2 separate regions of the Sus scrofa genome follow, and region 1 is linked to region 2. Evidence: chromatin contacts called from public Hi-C data. All regions are on one chromosome and are shown on one strand. The core of a region is the stretch at or near the end of the contact, and the rest is flanking DNA. Distances in the headings are between cores, read along the strand shown.

Region 1 (4,454 bases), core at 783-3,282, 180 kb after region 2:
TGCTGTCCCCACGCCTCCTCGCCCCCTGCAGCAGAAGCCCCCAACTTGTTGGCTTCGGGCCTCTGTTCCCCTCCCGCCGCCGGCGGGGGAGCTCCGCCAGCGGACAAGTCGTCCCCATTCTGGCCCTTCTCACCCGCTTCAGGGCAGCTGGATTCTGGGCTGACCTGGGTTTGCAAGGGAGGCAGCTGAGGCTCCTGGCTCCCTTCCCCCTCCTGTCCCGGACGGCCACCCGACTGGGGGGACGCTCTCGATTGCCACCTACTGTCCTCCTCGGGCACTCGCTCCTCCGCGCCTGGGGGGCGATCGGGGTTCCGCTCTTCATGTACAGCAGCGGCACCTGTACAGTTGCTAGTTTGAGGCTGGTGCTGATACTCTGACAAGAGTGGCTCATCCATGGCTAATAGAATCCTCTTCTCGAAGTTTGAAGAATTTTGGCTGTTAAGTCCTTAAAGAAAAAAAAGGTTTTTCTTTTCTTTTCAAAAATGTCCAACACAGTCCTCTTCGGTCTGTAATTCCTGCAGTGATGCCTTTAGCCAGTCCTTCTGTCAGCAAACTCCAACTGCAACTTGGGGAGTTCAAGTCAGTAAAGGGTTAAGCGCTCACAGCGCGGCCAGCTAGCGCGTCCAAGGGGGTGCAGCAGCAAAACAGTACGTAATGTGCAGAGGGGGTGGGCCTCAAGCCTCCCCGCAGCGCGCCCCGCTATCGAGGAGTTGGTGGGCAACGAGATGTTAAATCCAACGGGTTAAACCCAGCCCCGAAAGGGTTAAAACTACCCGATGACGCTGACTCCGAGGGGCTGGATCCACAAAGGGTTAAATCCCCTGCCGCAGAGCCCACAAGGGGTTAAAGTCCCAGAGCCACCTCCTCCCACTTCCACGGGTGTCGCTCCAACCCGGGCTCCCAGTTCCCTAGGCCCGGCCGGAGCCTCAACCGAGGACAGACAAACTCATCTCCCCTTTGGCTCGATGCTCTGCTCAGCTCAGTTCTCCTCCGCCTCCTCCTCTTTTTCCTCCCGCCCTCCTCCCCCTTCCGACAGCTCCTCTTCCGCCTCCTCCCCCGACTTCCCCTCCCAACCTGCCTCTCCACCTGCCAACTTCCAACTGCTGCCTCCCAGCCCGCTGCGCCCCTTTTATATAGAAGCCGGGCTGCCCCGCCTATGCGCATGCGTAACGGAGTCCCCATCCCTGGAAGCTGGGAGTCGTAGTTCCCATCTTTCAGGCCCGCCATCCTCGCGCGCCGTGCGACGTAGCCAATCCCAGGACGCGTAGGGGGCGTCTTCCAGGCCGTCTCCTTCCATCGCTTATCGCTCGCTAGAGAAACGTGGGTCACCATTGGCCAAGAGGCCCACGTCTCGCTGAGGAAGGAAGGCCAATCGCAGAGAAGATGGGGCGGGTTCTGGACCATACCATTCTGCTTCGGGAATACGAGAAGATTCCATGGCTATGAGGGCCCACACAGAATATTTTTATGAAAAGGTGCGTCTTAAAGGCTTTTTTCGTATTCTGTCCTCAGCGGAAAGGTTCTGAAGGTCATAAACATGTGTTAACTAAAGCAGGAATGGTTTACTCCTAAAAAATAGTCCCTAAAGTGCAAAAGAGGGTTAAATTCTATAAAGAGAGATATTGGCCCAAGGCTAATAAGTCTTAGATTCCTAAGATTACAAGAATGGCTTCAGAGTGTGTAGCTAGTGACTGGGATTGACATTTGCGGAAGGATATTGTGAACACAATTTGTGTTTTTTAAAAAAGCGCATGAAGAGGTAAACAAATGAAGAATAAAAAGTGCCGCCTTAAAGGGACAGTGTGACCGCAATCTCGGACTAGGCCTCCAAAGATGAGAAGGCAGGTTCGAGTCCTGGGTGACGTCCACCTTCGGACTGGCCTTGGGGTTCTTGGCCGAAAGTGGCGGAGTCCCAGCCCCAGCGTGGTTTTTTTCAGGACTGCCGCCGCCCCAGGAGCCAGTGCAAAATGGTGGGCCGTGACCGAGTCTCTAGCCTGAGCGGGGGAAACGCTGGGTGTGCATGCTGTCCGGCCCGGGGCGGGAAGGCCTTGCCCCTGCCCCCTCCCCCCTTCCCCCGTCCCCGGGGCCTCAGGTTCTTTGGAAGAAAATGGCCTCCTGAGGCCTTCTTGGTCTCTTCACTTGGGAACCGACCAGGAAATGCCCAGATAGAAGAGTGCAGGGCGGCTGATGAGCTGCTTTCTTGGGGGGAGGGGTTTGAAATTAATAAAGAGTTGAAATAATCAATCCTGGCTACGCAGAGAGAGAGAGAGCAAAAGAGCCACCAAGGCTCTTCGTCAGTGGGCGCTAGGCAACACCCTGAGGAAAGCAGAGCCAGAGGCTCCCCCAGGAGGAAGTCTTGCCCAGAAATGGGGGCAGGGGGATTCTGGCCCAGAACTATGGGCAGATTCATGGGGGTGGGAGGGACATACTCTCCTTGGGAAAGTTCTCCAGATTCCAAGCTCCCGCCCAAAAGATAGGGCCCAGAAGTAGCCCAAACTCTGTTCAAATCACTTAAGCCTCTCTGTAATCTCAGTTGGCCATACACTCAGTGACCCATTCCTACTATTTCTTACTTACAGCCTTGTCTTATATTCCAGCTGCTTTCCACTGCACAACGTTCTTTTACACACAGAACCATTTGCTCCACCACAGCCCTGCGGGTTAGGCAGAGTAGGGATTATTGTCTCTATTTTAGAGATAAGAAACCTCTTTAATGCTCAGAAATTAAGTGATCTGTCCAGGGTCACATGACAACTAAGTGGCAGTTTAGGCCAGAGCAAAGGTCTTTGTGACCCCGTACCATTTTTCTTTGTCACAGACACAAAACTCTTTTTTTTCGTATGAACTCTGGATTTAGTTCCTTTTTTTCTTTTGCACCTGCAGCATATGGAAGTTCCCGGGCCAGAGGTCCAATCAGAGCTGCAGTTGGGGCCCACGCCACAGCAACACCAAATCTGAGCCACCTCTGCAAACTAAGCTGCAGCTTGCGGCAATACTGGATCCTTAAACCACTGAGTGAGGCCAGGGATTGAACCCACATCTTCACAGAGAGGTACGGTCCTTAACCCACTGAGCCACAACAGGAACTCCTGGATTTAGTTCCTTTTCATCCCCAACAGCTTCAGCCTAATTTAGGCTCTTATTTCTTCCTTTGGCAATGATTTGATAAGAGAGCACAATGATGAATAAAGTATCATCCTTGCTACTCAGGGACTGTTTGGAGAGACGACCCAACCACAGTAAGCCAGAATAGCAAGTGAAGAAAATCCTGGTGGGAGTTTATGAGCCAAATTGCTTAGGAGTTGAGAATTGTGGACAGATTTCATGCAGGAGATGACTTCTTGGCCGTCTTTGAGTAGCATGAAGTAGGGCATTCTACAAAGCACATGCAACTTGTCCAAAGAAAGGACCTGTCTGGAGACTCGGGAGCTGTCCTTGGGGAAGCGATGACGGGCACGCCCAAAGGGAAAAGGCAAGCAACAGTGCCCCTGGGGCACCTCCAGATGTTTTGAAATTGAACATCCTAGCCTGTTTCCCTGAGCTTCCAAGAACTCTGAAAAGCCTGCCCCTCCTCTGTGCTGCTCATCAGTCGCAGGTGCCCTGAGAGCAAGAACTGCCCCTCATACTGGGAGCGCCCTGAGGTAAAGGGATTTTGCAGAGAACTCCACAGTCACAGTTTCAGACACCAGAGGACGCCTGGCTATCCTCAGTCAGGGGCTTTGGAAGGTACAGCTGAGCCCAGCCTGGTCTACTGGATAGGGCTCAGCTGCATGGGCTCATTTGTCCTATTAGGGGAGGCGTGGCCAGACTCATGGGTTGTGGAATTCCAGAATTCTATGAAACAAGAGGCCAGGCACCCTGCTATTAGCTGAGGTTTAACTCTTCGCCAGGCATTTTACATGTCCTGCTCATATAAACCCCTGGACTGCCTTTACAACGAAGAGATCCTCGTCGTTATTCCACAAATAAGGTGACCCAGGCTCAGAGCAGTTAAGAGTCTTGCCCAGGTCACACAGCTAGTAAGTGCAAGTGGTGGAGCTGGCTTCCGCCCCAGGCCCGCATCCCCAGCACCAGCCTGGACCCTCTCTCCCTCCCCTTCAGATGTCCATCTTCACACAGGGGTTAACTCAAAATGCTGGAACCAGAGCAGCCCACAGCAGCTGGTGGCCCCCAGGGGTCTGTGCTCACTCGGGGAGGGGCGGGGACGAAGCTCCTGCAGGCCTTGGCCTTCCAGAAAGTTCCCTGGGCGCGGGAGAGGACTCTGGAAGCGAGCAGCCTAGGAGGGGGAAACAGGCAGTGGGCACTTACGGGGCCAGGGTCTCAGGTCCCTGGCCCTGCGCCGCGCGCGCGCGCGCGCGGCGCAGGGAGCAGCCGCCCTTCCTTCGGGCCGGGAAGAAGCCTGTGCCCAAGCCCCGCTGGACTCCTCCGGCCGCCCCCAGCTCACCGGTCCCCCG
Region 2 (4,721 bases), core at 445-2,944:
TTACCTGGTTTTCCCATTGTCCATCTTTCCCATGAATGTTCGACTCCATCAGAGCAGAGATCTTATCTGTCTGATGGATGGCTGCACCCCGGGCCCCCGTACATGCTCAGTGAATATTTGTGAAACCAGTGCATAAATAAATAAATGGGAGACTCAGAAGCTCCCTGTGAGATCCTGCTATCAGTTCAAATTCAGTGCACCCAGAGTTCCCGTCATGGCACAGTGGAAACAAATCTGACTGGGAACCATGAGGTTGTGGGTTGGGGGTCCCTGGCCTCACTCAGTGGGTTGAAGATCCGGCGTTGCTGTGGCTCTGGTGTAGGCCGGCAGCTACAGCTCTGATTGGACCCCTAGCCTGGGAACCTCCATATGCCGCAGGTGCGACCCTCGAAAGACAACAACAAAAAAATGAATTCATCGCATTCCCCCAGATTGATTTCCTTATCTCCTCCCTCCCCGCAACTCGCTTCTCCAGGCTGCTATCTCCCTCCTCCCAGTCCACCAACTTAGACTTACCCCCGACAGCTCCTTTTTCTCTCTCAACACATCAGCCACGATGTTGCCCAGGTTCTACCTCTTCTCTTTCTAATCCCCACCCCCACCCAGGCCTTGATATTTACCACCTGGACTTCTTCGACTACTCCTAATGGACTCCTCAGCTCTCGCTTTTTTGTTTTTTGTTTTTGTCTTTTTAGGGCCATATCCATGGCACATGGACGTTACTACAGCTTAAGGCAACACCGGAGCCTTAACCAACTGAGCGAGGCCAGGGATGGAAATCGCGTCCTCGTGGATACTAGTCAGGTTCATTACTGCCGAGCCACAGTGGGAACTCCCTTTAACACCTGTTTTTCCTTGCTAATCTCTCTCTTCCTTTTTTAGGCTCTGCCCCAGGCATGTGGAAATTCCTGGGCCAGGAATCCAACCTGTGCCACAGCCATAACCATAGCCATAGCAATGATAATGCTGGATCCTTAACCCTCTGAGCCACCAGGGAACTCCTCTCTTGCTAATCTCTTAACAGGATTCTAGCCCTTCTGCCAGCCATGAGATATTTAGCTAGAATGTAATAACATTGTCTCTCTCTCTCTCTTTAACATTGTCTTATTTTTATTTTATTTTGCAGTCTATTATCTATCACATGATATTGGTTTTTTAGTTATGGGAGTAATGGTCCATAAAATAAATTTATTCGAGAGAAGATACTGTAAATCATACATCCATCAAAGGAGTGGCATTCGGAAATATAAAGAACTCTTATTTATCAATGAGAAAAATCAATAGAGGAGGTCCCTGGTGGCCTAGTGGTTAGGGATGCCACATTGTCATCGCTGTGGTTTGAGTTCGATCCCTGGCCTGGGAACTTCCCTGGCCTGCATGCTGCAGGTTCAGCCAAAAAAAAAAAAAAAATCAATAGAAATAAAAAAAATAGAAAAATGAGCAGAAGACTTGAACATCTCATAAAAAGAGGATATATAAGTGACCAATGAACAGATGAAAAGTATTCAACTACATTAAGAGAAATGTGAATTAAAGGCACAATCTTATATCCCTATACACCCACTAGGATCAAAATGAAAAAGACTTTCAGTAACAAATGTTGGCAAGACTGTGCAGTCATTGGAACTCTGACTCACTGGTAGTGAGAATGTAATTTATAACAACTACTTTGGGAAACTGGCCACATCCACTGAGCGCTCCCATACAACCCTCTGACCCAGGAATTCGACTCCTACGGATAATCCCAACAGATATGAGGGCACGTGTTCACCAAGCATCATACACAAACATTCAGAGCAGTTTTACTCATGGTAGCCAGAAGCTGAAAACAATCTAGATAGACATCAGCAGTCAAATGGATAAATACATTCGGGTATAGCCATATAGCGGAATACTGTGTAAAAGTGAGAATGAATAAATTAAACTACACAAATGTTGAGCCAGACACATAAAAAGAACAGTCTTTATGGTTCCATTTATAGGAAGTTCAAAAGCGCACAAAACTAATCTGTGCTGTTACAACTCGGAGAGTGGTTACCTGTGGGGCCAAGTCTGGGAAGTGGCACAAGGCTGGCTGCTGAGGGCTCATCATATTCTGCTGTTGACCTGGGTGGAAATTGCTTTTTTTTTTCTAAGAGGAAAGATTTATTCAATCTGAAGAGAAATCAGAGTATAAAAATTTTTTTTAACATGAGCGAAAATTATTTGTGTACTTCTTCATGTGTGTTATGTGTCAAGAAAGTTACTTAATATTAAGTTTTTAAACAATGCAATATTTATTTATTTATTTGTCTTTTTAGGGCCACACCTGGAAATTCCCAGGCTAGGGGTCAAAATAAAGCTGCAGCCGCCAGTCTACACCACAGCCACAGCAACGTCAGATCCCAGCCACGTCTTTGACCTACACCACAGCTCACAGCAATGCCAGCTCCTTAACACACTGAGCAGGGCCAGGGATCGAACCCGCATCCTCATGGATAGCAGTTGGGTTTGTTATTGCTGAGCCACAACAGGAGCTCCTCAACAGTGAAATATTTAAAGACAAGCATTAAGACATGAGGACACAACAGTTCTCTTAAAGACGGAGTCTAAATGGCAGGCATTTGGGGAAGTCTGCTATCTAGACTCAAGTCTGAATGGTTATTCCTGGCTCGTTGGGTCCTGAATCGTGTCCTCGGGCAGTTCAGCGTGGTGCTTCGGAGCAGATTTGGGAATCTGATGAACCTGAATTTGAACCTGAGCTTGACCCTGAGCTGTGGGACTTCAGACAATTACCTAGCCTCTCTGAGCTTCAGCTGCTTCATGAATAGACCACTTTAGAGAGTGATGGTCCTGATCAGCGGGGCAATGTGGTCCAGCCCTGGGCCCGCAAGGTGGCTTCGTTAAATGGAGCCACGCCCGGCTGCCTGATGCTCCTTGAACAAGCCTTGCCGTTCCACACCTTTGGCACCCCCAAGCGTCTGTGTATGCTGTTTCTTTTCTACCTAGTCCATCCTACCACAGCCCATCCTTCCATGCCCAGCTCAAGCGCCACCTCCTAAGTGATGCCACGTCCCTCCGGAGGCTAGGCCCGCCCCCTGCACCATCCCATCCATGAACACATCCAACATCCAGGCATATCTCGTGTTATTGCACTTCACTGATATTGCTTTTTTTTTTTTTTTTTTTCCTTTTTTTCTTTTTTTAGGCCCGCACCCGAGGTATATGGAAGTTCCCAGGCTAGGGGGTCGAATCAGAACTACAGCTGCTGGCCAATGCCACGCCCACAGCAACGCCAGATCTGAGCTGCACCTGTGACCTACACCCAAGCTCACAGCAACACTGGATTCTCAACCCACTGAGCGAAGCCAGGAATTGAACCTGCATCCACATGGGTACTAGTTGGGTTCGCACCCTGCTGAACCACAACAGGAGCTCCCATATATTGCATTTTGTAACAGATTGAAAGTTTGCGGCAATCCTGCATCAAGCAAGCCCACTGGAGTCATTTTTTTTTCCCCCAACAAATTGGTTTACTTCCTGTGTATGTATGTCACATTTTTGTAATCCCCAAAATACTTCAAACTTTTTCATTATGATTATTATTATTATTATTTTTTATGGTCACACCCAGGGCATATGGAAGTTCCTGGGCCAGAGCTAAGGATTGAATCTGAGCCACAGCTGTAGCAACACCAGATCTTTAACCCACTGTGCCATGCCAGGGTTCATACCCATACCTCTGCAGCAACCGGAGCTGAGGCAGTCAGATGCTTAACCCATGGCACCACAGCAAGAACTCCCATTTTATGGGGATCTGTAATGTTACTATTGCAAAAAGATTAGGGCCCTGAAGGCTCAGGTGCTGGTTAGCATTATTGAACAAGAAAATACTTTAAAATTAAGGTATGTACATTGCTTTGTGTGTGTGTGTGTGTGACTCATTTTACTGTGATACTCGATATTCACTTTATTGTGGTGGTCTGGAACTGAACCTGTAATAGCACCAAGCTGTACCTATGTACATACGATTTGCTATGAACCTGAGTGCTTGGCATCTACTTATAGGGGGAGACGCTCAATACATACTCGCCAAATGGAAGAATGAAGTGCTCTTCAAATGATTCTAATTTCTCTTCAGTTTCTGGGGTGGGAGGTGGGGCTGGTTCCCTCTGTGTGCTTGTAAGCACATCAGACATGCAGCCCCGTGTTAGGAACCTCATCCACCTCTGTGGAGAACAGGGACCACGAGATGCGTCGTGGGTAAGTGGTTATCACCATGACGTCAGCCCCAAAGGTTAGGGATGTCCCCAAGTCATCCCAGTTCCCTTTACCGCCCTATATGGATAGGTCACCCATGAGCGTGCGTCCAACTTCTACTTAACCTCTTGGTAGCCGAACAGGTTCGCCAAGCCAGGCACTTGCTGATTTTGACAGTGACACTTGGTTTTCTGCGGTGACAAGTCATTAGGGAGGAAAGTGGGGCAACTCATTCCGATATGACTTCCCGGGTGATGAGTCCATGGCTCACAGGGTGCTTCAATAAACCAGGACTTATTCCCTTGGCAAGACAAGAGTTAGAGAACCCCACTTGAAACCTACATAGCCCTCCAAGATCTGGTGACAACTGTCCTGCTGACTCAGCCCATCCGCTGCACCCCTGATCCCCTGAAACATGCAGGCACTCACACAGCAGTCTTGGCTCTGTCCCTGCCGGCCCCTCGGCCTGGAACATTGTGTCT

The links. Hi-C and Micro-C count contacts between places; a contact is called where the count stands out from the background.
Region 1: a contact with region 2 is called in a Hi-C map of embryonic fibroblasts, with 6 times the contacts expected there. The contact joins the promoter of HEXIM1 here to the enhancer-like site in region 2. A contact is called at or near these places in 2 of 47 Hi-C or Micro-C datasets (embryonic fibroblasts and epiblast stem cells) and 1 of 2 datasets of contacts at active chromatin or transcription factors (skeletal muscle).

What each region holds. Positions count from the first base shown.
Region 1 is chr12:18,268,057-18,272,510 of Sscrofa11.1, forward strand. It overlaps HEXIM1 (protein HEXIM1), which reads right to left and starts at 2,033. Exons shown (of 1, transcript XM_003131323.5): 1 at 1-2,033. The coding sequence starts at 395. It also overlaps a transcript of ACBD4 not described here.
Region 2 is chr12:18,091,682-18,096,402 of Sscrofa11.1, forward strand. No RefSeq gene overlaps it. Among named protein-coding and RNA genes, the nearest start is that of MAP3K14, 49 kb to the right of the region's middle. Within about 2 kb of position 1,695, at least 4 of the 83 cell types and tissues checked have an H3K27ac peak or open chromatin away from gene starts, as enhancers often do. A contact at or near this core is called in embryonic fibroblasts, where this site is marked.